Regions from separate parts of the Mus musculus genome. Here region 1 is linked to region 2. A link is a contact called in public promoter capture Hi-C data. All regions are on one chromosome and are shown on one strand. The core of a region is the stretch at or near the end of the contact, and the rest is flanking DNA. Distances in the headings are between cores, read along the strand shown. Region 1 holds the start of 4930503B20Rik (RIKEN cDNA 4930503B20 gene). Region 2 holds the start of Dnase2b (deoxyribonuclease II beta).

What was found. Capture Hi-C pulls out chosen DNA fragments and counts their contacts.
Region 1: a promoter capture Hi-C map of pancreatic islet shows a contact between it and region 2. The contact joins the promoter of 4930503B20Rik here to the promoter of Dnase2b in region 2. A contact is called at or near these places in 3 of 39 promoter capture datasets (hippocampal neurons, macrophages and neural stem cells), 1 of 15 datasets of contacts at CTCF or cohesin (the G1E-ER4 cell line), 3 of 484 Hi-C or Micro-C datasets (adipose-derived mesenchymal stem cells, forebrain and muscle stem cells), 4 of 115 datasets of contacts at active chromatin or transcription factors (the 3134 cell line, double positive thymocytes, embryonic fibroblasts and 1 more) and 3 of 9 other capture datasets (adipose tissue, liver and pancreatic islet).

Annotation. Positions count from the first base shown.
Region 1 is chr3:146,647,028-146,653,446 of GRCm38.p6, forward strand. It overlaps 4930503B20Rik (RIKEN cDNA 4930503B20 gene), which reads right to left and starts at 4,287. Exons shown (of 2, transcript NM_029144.5): 1 at 3,448-4,287. The coding sequence starts at 4,124. Gm16325 (predicted gene 16325) reads left to right here. Exons shown (of 4, transcript NR_045949.1): 2 at 989-1,424; 3 at 1,719-1,774; 4 at 2,354-4,688.
Region 2 is chr3:146,611,241-146,617,773 of GRCm38.p6, forward strand. It overlaps Dnase2b (deoxyribonuclease II beta), which reads right to left and starts at 4,358. Exons shown (of 7, transcript NM_019957.4): 1 at 4,133-4,358. It overlaps Uox (urate oxidase), which reads left to right. Exons shown (of 8, transcript NM_009474.5): 3 at 1,043-1,159; 4 at 1,253-1,331.

The DNA of each region.
Region 1 (6,419 bases), core at 3,037-5,536, 36 kb after region 2:
AAGCACGCTAGGTCAGCACTCTACCCCCAAACCCTTCTCCTAGCCCACTCCTACTTAATGCACAATTAAAGATTGTTATCAAGTCTTGTGTCTGACTGGGAGGTTTCTGGAACTCTTGCCAATTGTAATATCAGGGAATAATAACCGTGGCCCATCCAGTGGGAGAGTCTTTCTTCTGGTTACACCTCTTTCTGAACACCGCACTCTGCAAGCTGAGGCTCCTTACCATGCTTCCTCTGACCAGATCAAGGGTGTGAGCACCAGGACCCGGCCAGCTGCCCGTCCCTTTCCGCCGGTGCTTTAGACTCTACCAGGCAGGTCCGTCTGGCATTGTAGGGACTACAAAGGATGAGAATAAAGTGGGCTTCTGGGAAAGAGATGAAGGCTGTAAACGGAGAGGGGGCTTTGAATTTACAGAGCGGAAGCTTCGTGCTGTCTGTGGACCTGCCTTTATTATTGTTGGCTTGTGGAAGTCTCATGTCTCTTAAGGCAGAGATGGTCCTTAGGAGGCAGGGGTCAGATGTGCTTAAGTTTTGTTCATCGTTTTGCCTGAGTACTGGACTGATCTGGGCTGAAGACGCAAGGACCCTGAAGTGGCTACTTAAAACTGCGACCCTGTTTACTCCTGCGCCTAGGGAGGCCATTGCTCCTAACTCTCACTGACCTTGTCAGGCTGTGGAGAGGATGTGTTGGTTTCCAAGAGTGTGGAGAAATTGCACCAGGTCGAGGGTGGAGAACCTCCCACTCTGCAGCCCTTTCTTCTGTCTCCTGGGAGATGTGGGGACTCGGGGTTCCCAGGTTTCCATGCTCCCCGCTACATGTGCTCCTTCAGCTGAGTGACACCTGCCTGTCATTGTCCCCTACCTTGCTCTCCATACCTCAGGGGACATGTCCGTCACTGTCACCACACCAGAAGAGGGAACTGCTACTTGTGGCCCTACAGTGCTTTTCATTTGGGGGAACGTTTACTCTTTTCTTTATTTTCCAGCTACTAAACCATCTGCTGACGTGTGCGAGACAGCCACCGCGCAGGACAAAGCAGCTACTTCAGGGCAGAGTTGAGCATTACACACAGACCCAGGAATTGACTCTAATACTAAAGCTGGTACCTCACGCTGCAGTTGGTGGCTATGACTGCCCATCAATGAGATGTGCAAACGTTCCAGCCACCTGTTAACTATTTTGAGGTGAACTTACTTGAGAAGAGTTGTTGTCCCTACTGAATCCCAGGAGCAGAGCAGAAGGTGATACGCGATGGCAGCAGAACCCAGGACACTGTGTTCCCAAGGTGGAACCCAAGACTGTGTTCTCAAGGTGGAATCCACGACACTGTATTCCCACAGTGGAATCCAGGACACTGTGCGACCATAGAATTCTAAAGTTTGGTGGCCTCAGCGTTCATTTCCGCCTCTGCTCTGGATAAGGTGCGCTCGACTGGGAACCCCTGTGGAGCTAAACCTTACCTGCTAACTAAGACACATCCCTCTATCTTTCAAACAGGCCCCTCTGTTTTCAGACCCTGTTTTCAGTTCTACACACGCAGACTTCCTTCACTAACTGAAAGTAAATCGTGGACAGAAGAAACCAGGGACAGTCAAGCATCCCTCTGTGACTCGGCGTTCCTGCCGAGTGTGTCTGTGAGGTCTAGATTTTACTTGAGAAAAAATGGAAAGTCATGTTTTATGTTCCAATTTGATGCCTTCTCTGCTGTCCCGCAGGCATTACGGCTCACAGAGGAAGTGTATTGGAAGCATCCATCTGGATACGTCACTGTGTAAGTGTTGAAACGCATTGGCATCAACTCCCACACTTTCCCCTTGACTCCCAACTCTCACAGCTCAGACACGGAATGTAGTACCAGGTGCTTGTGAGCTTTGGGTCAGGCAGTCGGCCATCTGAATCCAATCCCCAGCAGCAGGGGATTCTGTTCAGTCTGAGCTACGTATTCACATGCATTTTGCATACGTACGCAGAGTGCACCCAGCAGCCTGATACCCTCATCTGTGGGTACTAAGCACTTATGCTCTTTTCTGAATACGGTACCTAGCAACATGTGAGCAACCTTGGGCCACCAGTTGCACATACGAGCCCCACTCCAAAGCAAGGGACATTTATCCTCCCCTTTGTAAATGAGAGGCACCGATAGAAAGCAGTGTGATCTGAGCCCAGGTCCGATCTCAGCTTCCTTTCTGCATCACTGCCAGGGGGGATGTATTCCCACTCGGGGAGAGAAAATTCACCAAGACTAAAATTTTCAAGAACTGCATAAAACATGCTCCTCATCAAAATCGCACATACGGGGAAGTCCCTTGGTTAGAACAGCTAATAATCTGTTATTTAACTTCCATAACAGACTGAAGTTGCAAATGAAGCCCACATTTTGCCAAGCAGCCATGACTGTACTATGGCATCATCCATAGCTTTCCTGAGGAGGAGGAACTCGCCCCATCCCGGCAGCTCATTGCTACAGACTGAAGGGGTGAAATGCCACCAGTCGACTCCAGCTCAGAGGGACAAACAATCAACCCAAGATTTTGTACATGATTAAAGCCAGAACAAAGAGACAATTCATTCACAGGCTGGGATTTCCGAGTTTCTAGGCAAGCATCTGCTGGCTTCACGGTGTTACAGGGTTCCTGTCTTCATGGTTAAGCAAACACCACATTCCTGTTGGGTCAGAAAGTTAAAATGTTTCTCTAATTTGAAAGTTCCAACAAGTACTGACTCATTCCAGCAAGGCATAGAGAAGACAGGACTGAACTCCCGGTGGAGACAAGGGGGTCCCGGACTTACAAATCAAGGAGACAGAGTGGTCACTACTTCACTGGGTAATAGGCAGGGCCTAATACGAATCTCTTTAAGCCTGGTTTCCTCACCTGTTAGATGAGGAGAGCAGCAACCTGATTGCACCTGGCTGGATTCAGAGACCATCTACTGAGTATCGAACACATGACATGCAGATAAACCCTTAACCCAGTACTTCTCACTGTCTCTGTCAGCATTAATCTACGGTGGAGGACATGCCTCAATTTGGACTTGATCATGATATGAACCATGGGAAACTCTTGGGGAGAGAGAGAGAAGACACAAAAAGAGGTTCAGGGAAAGGACAGGAACAGTCAAAAGGAGGAGGCCTCTGTGTGGGAAACAGCAAGGGCAGAGCACCGCGAGTCTGCTTTTCACTGTGGCGTGGGATCCAGCCCCCACACCCTGACTGAGGGAAGAAAGCTCAGTTTTGAGAAGAGTCTGGAAGGTCAGCTCTGCTCCTCACAGGTTCTCTGTGTTAACATCTGACCCACGACTCCCCTCCACAGTGGAGAGAGCTTTGAGCTAACCAGCCCTCTGTCTATGCCATTCCCCCTCAGATTTCTACTGTTTCCAACAGGCATCAAGACACACAAATCTCATTTGCAATTCCTGGTGAAGAAGACAATGGCAGGTCCTTACCAACCACGTGAAGGATTGTGACGAAATAGCCGTTCGTTCTCTATTTTCTTTGGTCCTCGAATGTTCTCTACAACTCTCTTTGTGACAACTCTCTTACCATTCACTGTCTTGCTACAAGTGGTGACCAGTCTGAACTTTCCCATTCCTTGGCTTATATATGGTACAAATGTTTCAGGGTCATCAGAATAAGACCTGGATTCATGGGACACAAACGTAGAAAATCCTGTGTCCATGATGGGGGTGACAGTAAAGAATGGGGAAGAGGCTCTTCTGGACCCAGTAATGGGACCTGAGAACAAACAGTCTCCTGAGAAAAGGTCTTCATCTTCAGTGACCTTCTGGAAGGTGTGGCGTGGCCTCCGAGAGCATATTTTTTCTTCCCAATCGGTTTCATCTCTGCTGTCGTTAACTCTGATGGTCTCCCCTTTGTCATGGCCATCACCTCTGATTTCCCCTTTGTTTCGGTTCCATCGGGACCTGTCGTAATCCTTTCGCTTCTTGGCATCAGATAAGATGTGATAGGCTTCTGCTACTTGTTTGAATTTCTCCTCAGCTGCTTCCTTGTCTCCTGGGTTCTTGTCTGGGTGTACCTGCAGAGCCAGCTGATGGAAAGCTCTCTTGATATCTGAGGACGACGCATTCCGTGGCACCCCTAGTACTTTGTAATAGTTCACCATGTTTCTTTAAACAGCCTTGTCCCACTGAGATGCAGGGTTGAGATTTTGAAGAATTTCCATACAACTTCAGAAAGGAAGATGGTCACTTATTCAAGTTTACAGTTTTGAATTTCCTCACATGGTTTTTGGGGTGAAGCCTCTTCTGGTGGAGAAATTCCTCTTCAGCGAATTGAACCTTCACACGCTACCACACCCCTGTCCTGCCTTTGGTCACTGTGGGCTGTGACTATGAGGTCATCACTTTAGCATCTCCCAGACTCTCAGCTGAGGTTCTGCCTGCCTTGTTTCCATAGTGGTGGGGAATCGGAGGTGGCCACTATAAAAACTGGAAAGACCTTCTCTGTTTCAAAGACAAACATGCACACAATCAACAAACACCCAGTGTCTTGTCAACAGAGAGAAGCCATTTGTGTAGCTTAAAAAGCATTTGCCTTGTTTGTTTTTAACAGCCACAAGCCAGCAGACCCAACATCCAGTTTGGGTTACTAAGGGAGCAGATGTTTTTAGTGCCCTCTTCTGTGTCACTGGGACTTGCCTTTGTGGTATTTAAAATGATTTTATTTTACTTTTTTATGTGTCTGTGTGTTTTGCCTGCATGTATGTCTGTGTATTGCTTGTGTGCAGTGCTGGGTGCCATTTGCCTGCAGTCTCTGCAGCGGCTACAAGAGGGTATCGGATCGCCTGGAACTGGAGTACGCACAGTTGTGAGCCATCATGTGGGTACAGAGACTTGAACCTGGGTCCTCTGGAAGAGCAGCCAGTGTTCTTTATTGCTGAGCCAGCTTTTTAGCCCCTGCCCTTTGTCATTTATCATTCCCACTGTCACGATGGGGATGATGGGTTGGGGGTTGTCATAATATTTTAAATCATATATACATTTCTGATGAAAGAAAAAAATCCGTTCATCAAGCAAGAAAACTGGATCAGAGATGACTCTAGGTATGATTGTCAATGGACACATTGTTAATGAACACATTGTTAATGGGAACGGCCACCCACTGAAGCTGGGCTGACTGTACTCGGAGCCAGGGAGCCGAGCCAAAGCATGTAGTCCTGAGCATGGATCCCATGTGGTCATCAAAGAACACATTGTTAATGGAAGTTGACTCCTCATTCAGTACATACTAATCTATCTATCAGTGTGAACCTTTTGATCTCGGAATTTAAACTAAACTAAGTAGCAATATCAAAACCACAAATATTTTTTTAAAGGCAATGGCATTGGGCCTAGCAAGACAAGGGCATTCACTAACTGCCTTGACCTCTTCCTTGTTGCTATAGCAAAATGCCCCACATGTACGATTGTGTACTGCTTGTGTGCAGTGCTGTGTACCATTTGCATGCAGTCTCTGCAGAGGCTACAAGAGGCTACGAGGAGAAAGGGCTTACTCTGGCCCCTGTTCAAGGTGTCTATCATGGTGGCTGAGTCAAGGCAGTAGACCTTGAAGCAGATGACCACATGGGATCCAAGGTCAGGGCTACATGCTTTGGCTCGGCTCCCTGGTTCCATGTACAGACAGCTCGGCTTCATTGAGTGGCTCTTCCCATGTCAGTTAATACGGGAGGGGCAGAGGGGAGAGGGAGGGAGAGAGGGGAGGGGTTGGAGGTGTACCTCTTGCAGGTAGACTATGTTGCCACCTGCTTGAGGCCTTCTTGTTCTTCCTTCTCCCATTAGCATCAGTGACCAGAGGATATTGAGAACTGCCGCCATGAATGACATAGGCTCTCTCCCCTGGACTTGTGAATAGAGTGAAGCAAACCGTTTCTATCGCTCTCCTCAGACTGTTGCTCTGAGGAAGAGGCAACTATGCGCTCCGCCATGCTCTCACCTGTTTGCCACAGTGGTCTCCTTACACTGAGAACCTACTCCTGACATGCCAGCAGCTCAACAAGCCCCTCCCTGTCTTCTCTCCCTCTTACAAGTCTACCTTTCATTTCAGTGCTCTGTTCTGCAGTGTTACAAGACCCTTCAATCCTATGTGAGGCCCATGGTTGACAGGGGAGCCATTCTTCCACTAGTCCTTACAACACAGCCTGCAGACTAACAGACTTCTTGTTCCCATGCCACGAGCACCCAAGCCAGGGGAGCCTGTGATTTTGTGTCTTTGATTCACTGCTGCTGACAATAACGGAACAAAACCCCAAACATGACACAGCCCACTGTCACAACCATAGCAGGGTAGGTCCAACATCGAGGCAGAATTTATCTTTCCCCATCTCCCTTTCCATTCTCCTTGATGGTCATTTTTAACTATTACTACTATTGTCCTGTTTCTAATTAAACCTCTGCCCCCC
Region 2 (6,533 bases), core at 3,108-5,607:
GGTTAGTCACATTGGCACTCAGGGTAAGCAGTTAGTCCTGTAGTCTGTAGTCAGGAAGCAGAGAGATGAAGCCGGAGCTTAGCTTGCTTTCATCTTTTCTGTATTCTCTGATCCCAGGAGATGGGATGGGCACACCCACACTCAGGGTGGGTCTTCCCACTATGGAAATGATCAGACAGACACACCTAACGGTTGTCGTCTTCTTTGTGAATACTGCAGCCTATTTGTTAGGCTCATGAAAGGACCCAGTATTACAAGCACGCTGAGAAAAGATTCAGGAATACAGTTCCTTTGTGTTTATCCACTGACACTTCCTTTCATGCAAAGCAGGTTTCTGAGGTGGCTTCTCAGTTAAGAGACTGGCTGCTCTTCCAGAGGACCTGGGTCCCACTTCCTACACCAACATGGTGGTTCACAACTACCTGTAACACTAGTTCCAGGGTATCCAACACCCTCCCCTGGTTACCATGGCACCACCAGACATGAACATAGTGCACAGACATGCATGCAGGCAAGACACCCATATATGTAAAATAAAAATAATAAAAATAAATAAAAGTAATAACAGGATAGAGTCTCCTCGGTGAAAGAAATCTAGGAACCAATCCAGGAACAGTTGAGAAAAACCAGGATGGGGCAATTTTATCTCCTTAGATCCTAATTTTGTGTTTCTCTCCTTGGGAGAAACAACTCAACAGGAAAGAGATCCAGTAGTTACTCTTGGCTGGGTTTAGTGGCGATTTCCTCTCACCGCAGCCCTCGGGGGCTGATGCAGGAGGACTGCCAGGAGCTGGATGTTTGCCTGGCCTAAACTTTGAGGCTTATCTTAAACAACCACAACACAACAACAAAAAAAATACTTTAAGCCAGAAACAGAAGTTTATAATCCTAGGTGTAGACAGAAGGGTCATGAGTTCAAGGTCAGACAGGGGTGTGCTGTCAGTGAGCCCCAAACTCAAAACAAACAAAACAAGCAAACAAGCTGAGTCTTTTAAATAAGATGTCTTTGATCACAAGTATTTCTCTCTTTCCTTCTTTACAGATCAGAAACATCGAGACCTTTGCAATGAACATCTGTGAGCACTTCCTCTCTTCTTTTAACCATGTCACTCGAGCCCACGTCTACGTGGAAGAGGTCCCCTGGAAACGATTTGAAAAGGTTTCATCATTTATGTACTAGTTTAATAAAAGAAATTGCTAGCGTGGTTTGTGCTGGACTGTGATTGGCCACAAGCTCTGTCCTCCTTTTCAGAATGGGATCAAACACGTCCATGCATTCATCCACACCCCGACGGGAACGCACTTCTGTGAGGTGGAGCAGATGAGAAACGGTAAGAAACAAGGTTCTCCGCCCTATTCTTCAAGAGTCGGCAGGTGTCTTTTGTTGATGTTTTGTTTTGTTTTGTTTGTTTTGTTCTTGTTGGTTTTGGCCCTAAGCAATTCTTTTTCTTAACATGGAGGAAAACTTTAAAGAATTTGTAAATCTTTTACATCTGAGACGAGACTATACACTGTGATTTGGATTTTACATTACAAGCTTATCTACTTTTGACTGAAAGATAACAAATGTGGTAATTCTTTCTGTTACAAAATCTGGAGTTTGAGTCCTGGAAATTGTCTATTACTCAGTTTTGAAGCAAAACACTGGAAATGATAAGAATACAAATGTCTATATTTTGTAACCAATGTTTTTGGTACAGTGTCATGATCCTGTACCAATGATCCAGTAACCAATATATGAAATTACTAATGTTTCCCTGATATCTTATTTGCATAATAAAATACTAATAGTATTATAATCTCTTTAAAATGCATCTCATTTAAAATAGCAATGACCATTATATTATTCCATATAGCAAGAGATTTACAATTTAAAACTATGAAACATTATTATAACATAGACCTTATTATTTGATCAGATAATTAAACTGATTAAATAAGGCTCCTAAAGCTGGTGTCCCATTGATTTGTTGAGGTCATGAGACGCAGAATTAAATAATCTGTTCAGATTTGGAGCAAGGAACTTTGAAGCCTAGAGGCAGAGATGGCGGCAACACTTCTATCTGCATAAGAGACTCTTTAACTTTCCTATTTCTAGTTCCTTTCTTCCTTCTTTAGCCGTTAATCTTTCTATTTGAATTAAATCTAGATCTAGTTAAGGCTGTCTCAGCATTTGAATAAAATATGATATTATAAAATATAAAACTATTATTATAGAAGAAATCAAAAAGTCGTATTGAACCAAGAGGACAATTTTGATCACCAAATGCCTACTCACGGGATTGGACTCCCCCACTGAGCTGTTCTCTAAGATGGCACAGACTTATTCTCCATCTTGTCTTCCCTCCCTGCCATCTTGTCTTCCCTCAATCTCAGCCTCTTTTCTCCCTTCCTTCTTTCCCTATGTACGATTTTAGAGACAAAAAAGGGGAACATTTTTTTTTTAACTCACAGGCAACATTCTCCTACTTAATCTACACTAACTACTGTCATGAAATTAGAGTCTAAGCCAGCTCTGATTAACTCTGCATATAATTTTAAAGTTTTTTAGTAGTCATTTTAGGAAACCAAAGAGAAATGAGGAAAAATATTTTTAATAATAGATTTAGCTGAATCCAAAAATGTTATTTATGGAATAAATGCTAAGTCATTTTCATTTTTAAAAGTCAAGTCTCTAACATGTAGCTATGCTGTATTTTCAGTACAGCTTCAGCCATGTTAGCCATGTTTCAATGTTGGCTAACGGCAGATGGCTGGAGGCCACCATATTGGTCAGCATAGCTCCCAATCCATGTTTACAGATGTTTGGAAACTTAGTACATTCTCAGTCCCATTCTTCAACCCCCTTTCAAAGACTAGAAATGACTGGATATCCACCTGAGGAGAGCTGATGAGAATCAAATCCACCTATGGAAAGTTCTGGTGTCATTCACTGACGCTCTATCCACTGAGCAAGCAGACTTTGCTACCACAAAAGATGGTAGGTGAGGAGAGGCACAGAAATCTCCCTAATCTCAGAGAACCTATGGTAGATTTCATAATTGGACACAGATCTCGAACAAAGTTATTGCAACATGATGGGTTAGAGACCACAATGGAGGGATTAAGAGGCATCATAACAGAACAGAGATGATCCAAAACGCAACTCTTCCCAGGGTAGCTGTAATTATTGCTTAGCTTGACAATAGAAAAACAGAGGTCTGTAATTGTCAAGTGAGTGAGTGAGTGAGTGTGTGTGTGTGTATGAGTGTATTTGTGTGTGTGTGTGTGTGTGTGTGTGTGTGTGTGTGAGAGAGAGAGAGAGAGAGAGAGAGAGAGAGAGAGAGAGAGAGAGGATGTATAAATCTGTAAGATCTTCATCAGACACTCATTTTGAATGTTTGTTTCTCAGCTGCTCACTATGTTGGGCATCTCTGGCATGTTTCAGGGTTGGGAGCTAGCTGGCAGAAGGGGTTGACTAACTCTTGGTTCTGATCCTGCTCTCCAGTTCCTAGTCTGCTTCCCTACGCACGAATTTGCCTCATGTTCCCTCCACCACAGGCTTCTCTGCTATGCTCTCCCTACCATCATGGGTGGAAATCCCACAAAACACTGAGCCCAAATAAAGCTTTCCTCCCTTAAGCTGTGGATATGCTCTGTTCAAGTTGTGACCAAAGTGTGGAGAACAGGCTGGAAAGGCAGAGAGGAGTGAGTGAGATACCGGGGGATTTGCTGCAGAGATGAAGGGAGGGATGAACAAGGTGAGAGAGGTAGAGATGCACAGACTGGCAGCTTGTTGGAGATACTTTGTGCAGCCTTTGAGATGTGTAATCAGCACACGAGGGGTTGAAGAGAGCTGGAAGGTGAAGGGGAAGGACTTGGCGGGAGGAGGACTGGGAGCTAGAGAGAATATACATGTGAGTAAAGTTTGGAAGCTAAAGATGGCGAATTTTGAAATGTGGATGGAGATAGGCTTGGGGATCATCAACAAATGAACAATAAGTGAATGAAGCTCCAGGGATGGAAAAGGAAGGGGAACTATTTCCATAAAACAGGAATAACATATAAAATCTATTGGCCAGGCTCTGCAAAGAGACAAAACTGATAGAATAAATATGTATATTTCAGAAGGTAATGTAGTAGATTGGCTTACATGATATAGTCCTGGTGGTCCAACAATTGAAGCCTGTAGTTAGTCGCCTAGTCTGTAAGGTTGGATGTCTCAGCAGTCCAACCTGGCTCGGAAGGCCTGGAGCATTCCTGCTGGTCTTCAGTCTGTGTTGGAAGCCCCTAGAGCATGCTTCTGATGCCAGAGGAGAATGTGTCACTTACAGGATGGCTGCACTTGTCCGCAGAGTAAAGGCAAGCAGGCAAAAAGCAGACGCTTCCATCTTCGATGCCCTTTTATCTGGGCTGCCTCCAGGATGCACTGCCCATAATTAGGGTGTGTCTTCCTGCTTCAAATAATCTGATCAAGAAAGTCTCTCACAGGAATGCTTAGGGGCTTGGGTTGTAGTTGTGTCCAGATCCAGTCTAGTTGATAACCAAGACAGTCATCATGTGGCAGGAGAAAAGGGAAGATAAAGCGATAAGGCCCTGGGGAACATTCTTTTTTTTTTTTTAAATATTTTTATTAGGTTTTTTCCTCATTTACATTTCCAATGGTATCCCAAAAGCCCCCTATACCCCCCCCACTTCCCTACCCACCTACTCCCACTTTTTGGCCCTGGCATTCCCCTGTACTGGGGCATATAAAGTTTGTAAGTCCAAAGGGCCTCTCTTTCCAGTGATGGCTGACTAGCCCATCTTTTGATACATATGCAGCTAGAGTCCAGAGCTCCAGGGTACTGGTTAGTTCATAATGTTGTTCCACCTATAGGGTTGCAGATCCCTTTAGCTCCTTGGGTACTTTCTCTAGCTCCTCCATTGGGGGCCCTGTGATCCATCCAATAGCTGACTGTGAGCATCCACTTCTGTGTTTGCTAGGCCCCGGCATAGTCTCACAAGAGACAGTTATATCAGGGTCCTTTCAGCAAAATCTTTAGTTCAAGACCTCGGCAGAAGACTGGTCAGAGAGACAGAAGAAGGAGATATCTAGAAAAAGTGTTATCAGGGAAATAGAAGAAAAATATGTTTTTATTGGGACAGCAAGAAGCAAAGAGACCCATATGTGATGGCTCAGCACAAGGACATCTTCCTATAAACCTAGTTCGGGGGAGCAGGAGTAAGAGGTGATATATATCAGTTGTGGGAAGTTAGATAGAATCCTAGGCCACCTTACCTTGCTACTTCTTATTTTGGGGTTCACCTTGATCATAAATTGCCATGGGCAAGTAGGAGGTGTAAAGACACTGAAGAAAAAAAGAGGGCAAGACCCCTGAGACACAAGTACCAGGTCATAGATGGCCCATAGCATTTCCCCTGGGGAGGTTCCCACAGTCACACCTGACTGCAGGAGGCCACAAAATGTTGCCTCACTGAGTGTCCAAGCAGAAGTGGAAGTTGATTTGCTATCTGCCACAGAAGATTAAGAAATCTTGGTTAAAAGAGGGCTAGGGAGGAACTCCAGAGTTGGCAGACACCCTTGGTGATTTCCACCAAGATATTTTCAGGCAGGGGAGTGGATGCGGACAGACGTTACAGTGGTTAAGTCCAGGACACTGCTGATGATCAAAGAAAACAGAGCTCTCTTCCTGCCTGCCTGCCAGGAGGTAGCATTTACCTGAGGTCTCATCACTAGGCCGGCACTGCTGAGCAGAAAGATCAGCCCCACAGCAGCTCAAGCCTTTTGTCTCTGCAGATGGCTGCAAAGCTTCTGGGTACACACAGACCTGTGGCAGCTGCCCAGGAGTTCCAGTCAACTGATCTGAAGCTCAGGCCACTCTGATAGCCTGCAGGGCTGGCAGGGAAGGGGTAAGAGTATTGATGTGTAGTGAGTGAATTCAGGTTCCCATGTGCACTGGATGCAAAAGTGTGTGTACACAGGGCTCTGCATGTGAAACCATTTCTACTCGGCCCCTCTTTTGAGAGTACAGGCGTTCATTCTCTTTGTGGCAAAGTCTAATTCCTAATTTGCTTATTATCTAAGTGCTAAACTGGAAGGAATTGATATGATTTTGTGATATCATCATCTTCATAAGCAATGGAGATTGGAGAGATGACTCAGTGGGCCAGAGCTCCAGCCGTGAAGACACTGAGGACTTGGGTTTGGACCCATTGCATGGATGCTTGTGCACGAAACCTCAATACTTTGAGGAAAAGACATTTTGATCCCAAGAGCTTTCTGGTCTACCAGTCTAGTAAGAACAGTGAGCCCCCAGAAAGGCATTGTCTCAAGACAATAAGGAGGAGAATATTAGAAGACACTTGGCATCCTGTGTTGGCCACTGCACACATGCACGGAGGTGCACACACTCATACACTCACATGCACACACAACACATGCGCCAACAAACAAAACAAAGAAAAAAAAGGAAAAAAGAAAAAAAGAAAAAAATGCCCTTGTATTAATCCATACATTCCAACATTTACTGTGAAGTCTGGTGTTATAAGCC